2 separate regions of the Ovis aries genome follow, and region 1 is linked to region 2. Evidence: chromatin contacts called from public Hi-C data. All regions are on one chromosome and are shown on one strand. The core of a region is the stretch at or near the end of the contact, and the rest is flanking DNA. Distances in the headings are between cores, read along the strand shown.

What was found. Hi-C and Micro-C count contacts between places; a contact is called where the count stands out from the background.
Region 1: a Hi-C map of liver shows a contact between it and region 2, with 4 times the contacts expected there. The contact joins two enhancer-like sites. A contact is called at or near these places in 9 of 16 Hi-C or Micro-C datasets (blood, hypothalamus, liver and 5 more).

What each region holds. Positions count from the first base shown.
Region 1 is chr4:34,528,482-34,533,359 of ARS-UI_Ramb_v3.0, reverse strand. No RefSeq gene overlaps it. Among named protein-coding and RNA genes, the nearest start is that of TMEM243, 24 kb to the left of the region's middle. Within about 2 kb of position 1,774, at least 1 of the 54 cell types and tissues checked has an H3K27ac peak or open chromatin away from gene starts, as enhancers often do. A contact at or near this core is called in liver, where this site is marked.
Region 2 is chr4:34,391,620-34,396,059 of ARS-UI_Ramb_v3.0, reverse strand. It overlaps LOC101122517 (phosphatidylcholine translocator ABCB4), which reads right to left. Exons shown (of 29, transcript XM_060414577.1): 21 at 3,741-3,824; 22 at 2,306-2,509. Among named protein-coding and RNA genes, the nearest start is that of CROT, 73 kb to the left of the region's middle. Within about 2 kb of position 1,884, at least 5 of the 54 cell types and tissues checked have an H3K27ac peak or open chromatin away from gene starts, as enhancers often do. A contact at or near this core is called in liver, where this site is marked.

The DNA of each region.
Region 1 (4,878 bases), core at 525-3,024, 140 kb before region 2:
ATAGTCAAAGGCTTTGGCATAGTCAATAAAGCAGAAATAGATGTTTTCTGGAACTCTCTTGCTTTTTCGATAATCCAACAGATGTTGGCAATTTGATCTCTGGTTCCTCTGCCTTTTCTAAATCCAGCTTGGACATATGGAAGTTGTTTGTTCACGTACTGTTGAAGGCTAGCTTGGAGAATTTTAAGCATTACATTGCTAGCGTGTGCTGCTGCTGCTAAGTCACTTCAGTCATGTCCGACTCTGTGTGACCCCATAGACGGCAGCCCACCAGGCTTCCCCATCCCTGGGATTCTCCAGGCAAGAACACTGGAGTGGGTTGCCATTTCCTTCTCCAATGCATGAAAGTGAAAAGTGAAAGTGAAGTCACTCAGTCGTGTCGGACCTTCAGCGACCCCATGGATTGCAGCCTTCCAGGCTCCTCCATCCATGGGATTTTCCAGGCAAGAGTACTGGAGTAGGGTGCCATTGCCTTCTCCGCTAGCGTGTGAGATGAGTGCAATTGTGCAGTAGTTTGAACATTCTTTGGCATTGCCTTTCTTTGGGATTGGAATGAAAACTGAGCTTTTCCAGTCCTGTGGCCACTGCTGAGTTTTCTAAATTTGCTGGTATATTGAGTGTAGCACTTTCACAGCATCGTCTTTTAGGATTTGAAACAGCTCAACTGGAACTTCATCACTTCCACTAGCTGTGTTTGTAGTGATGCTCCCTAAGGCCCACTTGCACTCCAGGAAGTCTGGCTCTAGGTGAGTGATCACACCATCATGGTTATGTGGGTCATGAAGATCTTTTTTGCATAGTTCTGTGTATTCTTGCCACCTCTTCTTAATATCTTCTGCTTCTGTTAGATCCATAGTGTTTTTGTCCTTTATTGTGCCCATCTTTGCATGAAATGTTCCCTTGTGCACACCAGGAGCCAGGAGAAAGGAGCAATGTCCCCACAAGAGACTGAACCTGACGGAAGGCCTCCTCAAGGTGGGGTTGGGGTTGGGGGGCATGGGGGACTGGGGGTGGCCAGCTGGCATGCAGTACTCTCACATGCCAGTAGGTGCCGCTCCACCACTGCCGGCCCCCGCAGGAGAATCAGAGCCACTCCTCACTGAATCTATTTCTTTAAATCTGCAACCTAGTAATTAGTAACCAGGCTGTTCTCAGGTGTATATTTTTGCCATGTCATTACCAGGAGGAGATTTGTCAGCTTTTTAGATTACTTCTTGAAGTCCCTTTAAAATTACTTCCTTTTATAGTCAGGTATTTGATGATTCTCGGTGATATGTTACATGCTGGAAACTTTCCCCAAAGTGGACAGCAATGTATGTTTTGCTTTCATTCAACATTGAGTCATTGTAGAAAATATAGTCTCAGTAAGTAATTCTGTCAAAATGCTAAGAAAGTTAAGCCTACGTTTGGCATTAGGTGGACTGCTTCAGAGGCTGAAGCCACGTGGTCTCACCACCTATGCCAGAGGGTCTGATGTGGTGAAAGCAATGGTTCTCAGCAGTGGGCAGGAAGCAGGCTCGAAGGCAGAGCAGACTGCTACCAATGTACGTGGCAATTTCGCTTTGGATTATTTTCTTCCCTGGGGGAAAAAATGGCCACAGTAAATGGCCTTCATAAACTCCACAGAGGTTCTGTTATGCAGGGAAAAGAACCCTGAGGCTATCAACGCAGCCCCTCTGGGAGCACTCCAAACTGAGGGGGAAGCATTCTTTAAACCGCTCATCCTCTGCTTATAGAGACTTGTGTCCCAGAACTAAGATCTGGTCCCAAGTGAAGACAAACTGATGATCAATGCTTCTGTTTGGACTTTGTACGGCTAAAGGGGACGCACTAGTATTATACTCTCTACTGAGACTAAAAATGGGCCTGATTTTTTAATATGAGAATATTAATAGATTTCTGGGCAAATTCTGGAAGCAGAGAAATGAACAAAGAGGAAATGACATGGTGGAGAGCTCTCTCCCTTGAGCAAAGGGGCATCTTCCAGAGAGGCTGTATTCAGAGCAACGGTTCTCATCCTTCATATGGGTTTAGACTCTGCTCTTTCTCACAGGTTTCCCTGAAGGGTGCATATGTGTAGTGGGGAAGAGGTCCATTAGGAACCTGCCATGAGATGGAACAGGTGCCCCCATTTCACGTTTGCAGAGAATCCTCCAAGGAGACCAGAAGACTTGGAGGGTCAAGCCCACATGGGACCAATCTGCTAGAGTACCTCCCATCATTCTATATTAAGATTTGAAGACTCATCCTATGGTCAGTCGTGTCTCCAAGGTGCCACTGGGATTTATTAGAGTTTTGTCCTTGGGAAATACCTAGTTTAACCACTGCATTTAGCAGATAAGGCAAGTAAAGTCTGAAGAGGAGAAATGCCCTGCCCAACATCATTCCAATTAGGAGTCAGATCGGCTCTTCTGATTCTTGCTTATGTTAATATATTCCATCCCTTCCTGAAGTTATTGAAATGATATTTTCTAGGAAAGTATATAGTGTTTCCAAAGCTCTCTTATCATCCTCATCACATGAGAAAAAAGTTCCAGCAACCCAGAGCTTACTGTTTTTTCTTTCACCACTGTTTGCTCAGAGTAAACACTCAACAGATCTGTATTGAATAAATAATATTGTAATGTTAAGAAAATATATGCTATTGTGGATGAGATGGGGACTCAAACTTTAGCCGTGTTAGGGATTTTACTGAAGTATGGGGTGCAGTTTGTACCGTGAGATACTGAAGTATCTTCCCTCTTTCTGAAGAGGTGAGTGAATACCAGGACAGGGAAAGAGGCTGTGTCCACAGAAGGGCTTAACTATTTTTTTTTTTTTTTTAAGACCTGTGATGTGGGCACAGTTATAATTTGCATATAATTTAAAGTTTTTCCCTTACGTCGAAATATCTCTAGTCTTGGCTCTTCAGCAAAGCCAGTTACAGGAGCAACAGTTTTATGTTGGTGATGTTATCCTTTCCTCTAAAGTTCAGGACAGCTGAGGAATGAGGCACTAGAAAGACATGACCTCTCAGCTCCATTACCAAAACGGTGACCTGGAGAATGGGGCTGGCCTGAAAAGCCCAGCCAAATCACCAAATCAGGAGTAGGGAAATGACGAGCTGGCTCTTGAGCTACAGAAGCTTGGCATTGGGTTTTCTTGGTAATAATTTTATTTATTTGGCTGTGCTGGGTCTTTGTTGCTGCACGGGCCTTCCTCTAGCTGCAGGGACTGGGGGCTGCTCTCTAGCTGTGCTGTGCGGGCCTCTCATTGCAGTGGCTTCCCTTGGTGCAGAGCACGGGCTCTAGGGCGTGCAGCTTTCACTAGCTGCGGTTCCTGGCCTCTAGATCACAGGCTCAGTGGTCGTGGTGCCTGGGCTTAGCTGCCCTGTGGCACATGGGATCTTCTAGAACCAGGGATCAAAGCCACATCTCCTGCATTGGCAGGCAGGTTCTTTACCACTAAGCCACCAGGGAAGCCCCTATAAGAGCTTGTTTTGAAGAGAAGTGGGCCTGGCTTGGATCCTGTAACAGGCAGGACAATGTGAAGACACTCTGGTGTCATTGTTGGCCTGGGTTGGTCTTGGGTCCCATGAGTGGTGAGAATCATGGGAATTCCCAACCTGCCTTTTATAATTGGGTCTCCTTGTTTCCCTAAGGTCGTTCCCTTTTAACACTCCTCATCCTGTAATGAGGAGGCAACAAGTAAGTACAACCTAAAACTTCAGTTTCTGGAGTTAAGCTCTGCTGCTTTCAATAGCCAGATGCAGATAGCCAGGCGTCAGGATGCTCACTGCTTGAGTAGGGAGACAGTTGGTGAGGCTGCTGCTGTGTTTACATTGGTATGAAAATGAATGCTGATTCTAATACTAGTTCTAACGTTTTAGAAAACATACCATGAGCATAACTACAATCCACCAGGAAGTATCCCTCATTCACAGGAGAGGCCAGTGATTTTCAACCAAAGGGCCCCTGTTCTCCACCATTCTACACTTTTTCATTCACAAGCTCATTCTGATGTTCTTTAAAAATAAGTTGTATAACTTGGGCAAAGATCCAGTTTCTGAAAGTGTGTATCAAGTTTGGGGTTGATATAGTTCAGGAAGAGTCTTGTTGTTTTACTGGACAACGGTTTGGTTTTAAGAAGTCAGACTGACAGTGTCCTCCCAACTATAATGTCACCGAAATGACAAACATAAATGACATATATATGAAATATATTTCTATATTATAAAATTGTGTAACCGTCTGCTCAAGGGGAAGATCACGGTGAGCCTCGCCTGCCCAGCGACTTCTCCCAGGGTGGACTCTCCCACCTGAGGGTCACTAGGCTCCTTCCATCACTGCAACTCCCCCACACCCTTATGATGGGGTGCACTTATGATCTATCAGTCTAGACCGCTGCCCGGAAACCACCTGCGGATCTTGTGAAAATGTACATTCTGACTCAGAGCCTCACAGCTCCCAGTTAACAGCTCCCAGGGCAGGACTAGTGCTTCTGGCTTTTCGACCACACTCTGAGTGTCCAGAAAAGGTCTAGGTCAGCATTCTCTAACATGGGTTCCCTGAAACTTTTTAAATGAAAAACAATAACAAATGTCCACAAACTGGAAAAGTTATCCCTAAGCCCTTCCTCAAAATACACTGTTACAAGTCTGAGGAAGTTTTATGCTCATATCAGTAATTATCTTAAACAGGACTCTCTCCATGGCTCTCTGATGATTTAAAGTTTGAAACTTCTCAGATAAGAGGGTGACTCTCAAGACACTGTTTCAGCACTCTTAGTACAATGCTTGCAGTTTATTTCCTGACTGGGCGTGGAGTTAGGTAGGTCTTCAAGGAGTCCTTGGGATGATAGAAGAAACCAAGTTTAAACTTGTGTTTTAATTGCCAGAGT
Region 2 (4,440 bases), core at 635-3,134:
TTGCAGGTGGATTCTGTACTGCTAAACCGCCTTGGAAGCCCCAGAATAGAGAATACAGATGGGCTTTTATTCTGTGCCAGATATTACCTCATGTGACAACCCTGTTGAGGTTCATGTTCTTATTCCTGTTTGCACAGGTGAGGAGCTGAGGCACAGAGCAGAGAAGAGCCTTGCCTAAGGCTCCAGAGTTCATGAGTAGGTGGGACAAGATTTCCTACCAGGCTATTTGATGCCAAGGCCCTGCTCTTAACCCATTATGCTCTTCTACTTTCCCTGCTTTGCAATTTACACAAGGAGAAACTAGTTGTTAGGACTTTGACTCAACTTCTCATTTTCTGGTCCCTGGATTAAGTGCTTTGAGGGTTCATTCTGGGTCAGCAGGCCCCGTATCTCAGTCAGCAGGCAGGGCCTGAGTCAAGAGGGTGACTAAACAGCCTCCCTCCCCTCTTCCCAGTCCAGCAACCAACACCCTCATCACTAAGCCTCTTCTGGAAAATGAAAATGGGAAATTATCCCAAGTCCCCATGTTCCCAAACCATGACTAATCTGCACACAGGTCAATGAAAACTTAAAAAACAAACAAACAAAGAACAACAACAACAAAAAAAACAGTGGTGTGGCAGAAGAGCGGAGGGCAAGGGTCGGGGGGCAGAGATTCCAAGACCTTTCTAACCCTCATTTTGGGTTAATAAGGAGTTGACAGAATAAACCAAATTGAAATATGATTGAATTGCTGATAATTAACATTTATAATTTTTAACCTCTCATTAAAAAAACAAAACCCTTATTAGGTTAAAGCAGCTACTAAAAATATTTCAGACTGGTCAACGTGAGCTGTTCATCCTCTGATCCCTGAAATGACAGAGTAGTAGCAGAAAGGAACCTGGGACATTATCTGGTACAATTTCTCACATTATATAAGTGAAAACTGAGGGCCAGAGAAGTGAGGGATCTCCAGTATGATATACTGAGCAGCGATAAGGCCAGGACAGATGATCAAGAATGGCGTTTTGTTTGCCAAGCTGTTCCATTCTAACAGCCCTGCTCCTGCCAGAAAACTCTGGCAACTTTCAGTGTCATTAGCCATTTTTAACAGAAGTAAGGCTCTATTAACTAGATTCAAGATGTTTTCTTCCATGTAACTGGTCTAAGAAAAAATGATCTCCACTCTACCTACTGACAATTTCCCTTCTGAAATGTGAAAAGCAGTAGGGTTCAGGAGAAAGGAAACAAACACTCTGGCATGGTTTTTAGTGGCGACAAACAAAACAAGGAAATGACGCCATAAAGGAGCCACAGCCAGCAGCCAAGAGGGTCTTCCAGGACTCTGGGTACCTGAGAGCTGAAGTCTGGGAATTATGCTGACTGCTCTTCTTTCCCATGAGCGAGACATGCTATCTGCCCCACCTCGAGTAACCACAACTCTATTAAGGCCTAAGCAGTATTGTCTGTGAAAAGGCTTTGCAAATGCTGTGCTATAGAAACTACATCACAATTTTCACTATTTCTTCACCTCTTAATGTTTCAATGTAGCATAATATTTACATAAGTAAGGGTAAAAAAATTCCTGGTTGTTGACTACACTTAACATTTAAATACATGTATGTGTAAATAAAATGTAGGCTTAGACACATTTAAACCTATATGAAGAGGCTATATGGTAAAGAACTTTGAAGTAGACCAGGATTTGAATCCGAGCCATGCCTTTAACTTGTTTCTTTCTTGAGTTCCGCATTTGTAAAATTGGCAAAACATTAGTACTTGACTCATAGGATTCTTGTGAGGATGAGTTGGGACATATAAATACTTAGAACAATAACTGGCTCAAAGTAAGGTCCAAGTTTAAGTGTGTGCCCAATTGCCGTTACAATTAGAATCACAAATCTGAGCATTACTGCCCTCTGGTGGCTGCCTAACTTAACTACAGAAATCACAACCGAGAACAGGACTGTCTACTTAGAACAGTACACATATTTCTCTGCCTTAAGGACTCTTTGTCTGTAAAACAGGGGTAACCTTTGTCCTAACAATGGCATCAGTGTACAAAGTAAAAGGTAAAACGAACTCTGAAAACTCAGAAATTTTCTGAATTATAGCACTTTCTATACACTAAAATTTTACATTAATTATCCCATTTTCAAGTTCTAGGCATTGACACAGTAAGGTATTTCATACTCAGTGCTGACCACTATTAGTTGTCGGGAGCACTAACATTATCAAAATATGCATGTTGTAACAAATCAATCAAATAAAACCCATGTCTTAACAACCATACTTATATCAACTGAAGCCTTATTTGACCCACCTTTCCAGCAGTTTCCAGTTCCTTTTTATCTCTTTTGGCATTTCCAGCCAGCAATTTCATTTCAACAATTCCTGATACAGCAATAATTGGAACAACTGATAGCAGCAAAAGGGTTAATTGCCAACCGTAGATGAATGCTATAATAATACCAGTTCCAAGGTTAGCTGTATTCTGTGCAATCAGAGCCAACCTGGTCCCAATGGCCTGGATGAGCAAAAGAAGAGAGGGAGCTGTATTTTAAGTTGCAGACCTGTGAGCTACAGCCTTCAACCTCCTGGTCAGAACCATGAGACAGGGATTTATGCCTGTGCTAACATTTGCTCTCTTTCATTACAATAAACCCAAGATTGTTGTTATTGTTTAGTTGCTCAGTCGTGTCCAACTCTTTCGCGACCCCATGGACTGCAGCATGCCAGGCTCCCTGTCGTTTACTATCTCCCAGAATTTGCTCATACTCATGTCTATTGAGTCTACGATGCCATGCAACCATCTAGTCCTCTATCGCCCCCTTCTCCTCCTGTCCTTAATCTTATCCAGCATCGAACGAGTTGGCTCTTCGCATCAGGTGCCCAAAGTAGTCTCATGCATCACTTGGGAGGCTCTGCAGGTTAGTCTCTGTCTGTGCCTTTCAACTCTCACTCCTTTCCTGGCCACATGGATTCAGCATCACAGAACCAAGTCACCATTGCTCTGCTTTGGGGAGAGGCTATGGGGCACATACACTTTTTCCTGAAGGCAATGTTTAAAGAGCAAATAAACCTTGGACACTCTTGTCATTTTAAAGCCTGTTTGCTTCACATGTATAAGAGGGAGGCTCACGAACTCCAACAGACCATCAGTTGCAAAGGGTACAGATCCTAAGAGGCCATCTTCTGGAAAGCCTTCATAAAGATGAAGTACTGTTTCCACCAATCAGAAAAAGAGGGATGTCATAGGGACATCACAGGTGACATCTTGCATTGTGCAGAAGCAATGAGCTTTGTGTAACAGGCCTCAGCTCCAAGGTTGGGGGCGAAAGCCAGGGAGAGGGCAGCATCCTCCTGAGCCAGTTATTAGTTCAGGATTGGGTATGTGACCCAAATTAAATTAGATTTAAAGGGTGTTGGTTTGGTGGTTGAGGTCCAGGTATGCCTTCTCTTTCGTGGGATGCTTATAGCTCCAGTTGCTCCCAGAAGCCACCTTGCGGCCACAACGGAAGGAGCCTCAGGGTGAAGCCAATTCTGAGGACTGAAAGCTGCTCAGAGTCAACAGACAGAGTCCTCGGTCCTTCTGGACACTTGTGAACCAATGGATCCGTCAACCTTCCTCTTTGTTGTTCAGGCCAGTTTGAGTTGTCTGTTATTTGCAGCTGAGGCAGCTTAACAGTGGCAGCTATGCCATATGTTTATCCCAAACCAAGTTAAAGAAAATCAGTAGTAGAATGAGGTCTACATACCCCTTGGACTTGGGAGGCATCCATCGCAAGTCTTGTAGAAAGTGCACCAGTACTGTTTTTATGATCATCAAACCAGCTCATGTCCTAAGGCACACAATACACCTTTAAATTAGTTCCAGATTAAAACAAGCAGAGAAAAATCGGATGAAACATCTCAAACTCTCAGTGCTGAGGAAGTACCCACTCTGAACTCGGGTGTTGGAGTTTAGGGGAGACCTCCCATGTGGTGGGGAGCTCGGGTCCCTGCCCTGAGCACACACTGGGAGCCCACAGGACCCCTCCCAGCTGTGCCCAGAAAGCGCACCAGTGGGGGCAGGGCTTATCCAAATTGCAACCGAGCTCACTGCCAGCTTCACCTGAGACCGTGGCGCCTGCGGGTCCATCCCCCACTCCTCACAACCTGTGCTCCCAGCACGTGCTCCCTGATGGGGCCACTCCTCTCACAAAGGGTGGCGGAGCTGGGCTGGACATGGCTCTTTCTTGTAAATTCTAGGCACGAGATCCTCAGCCCTGGTTTCTCACCATGTTTAGATTTGTTTATCTGAAGCAGGGATTAAAGAGGCTATCTTAGGGCTTCCCTGGTGGCTCAGTGGTAAAGAATCCACCTTCCAACACAGGAGATGCGTTTGATCCCTGGCCCAAGAAGGTCCCACATGCCGCGGGTCAATGCGAAGCCTGCGCAGCTCAACTACTGAGCCTG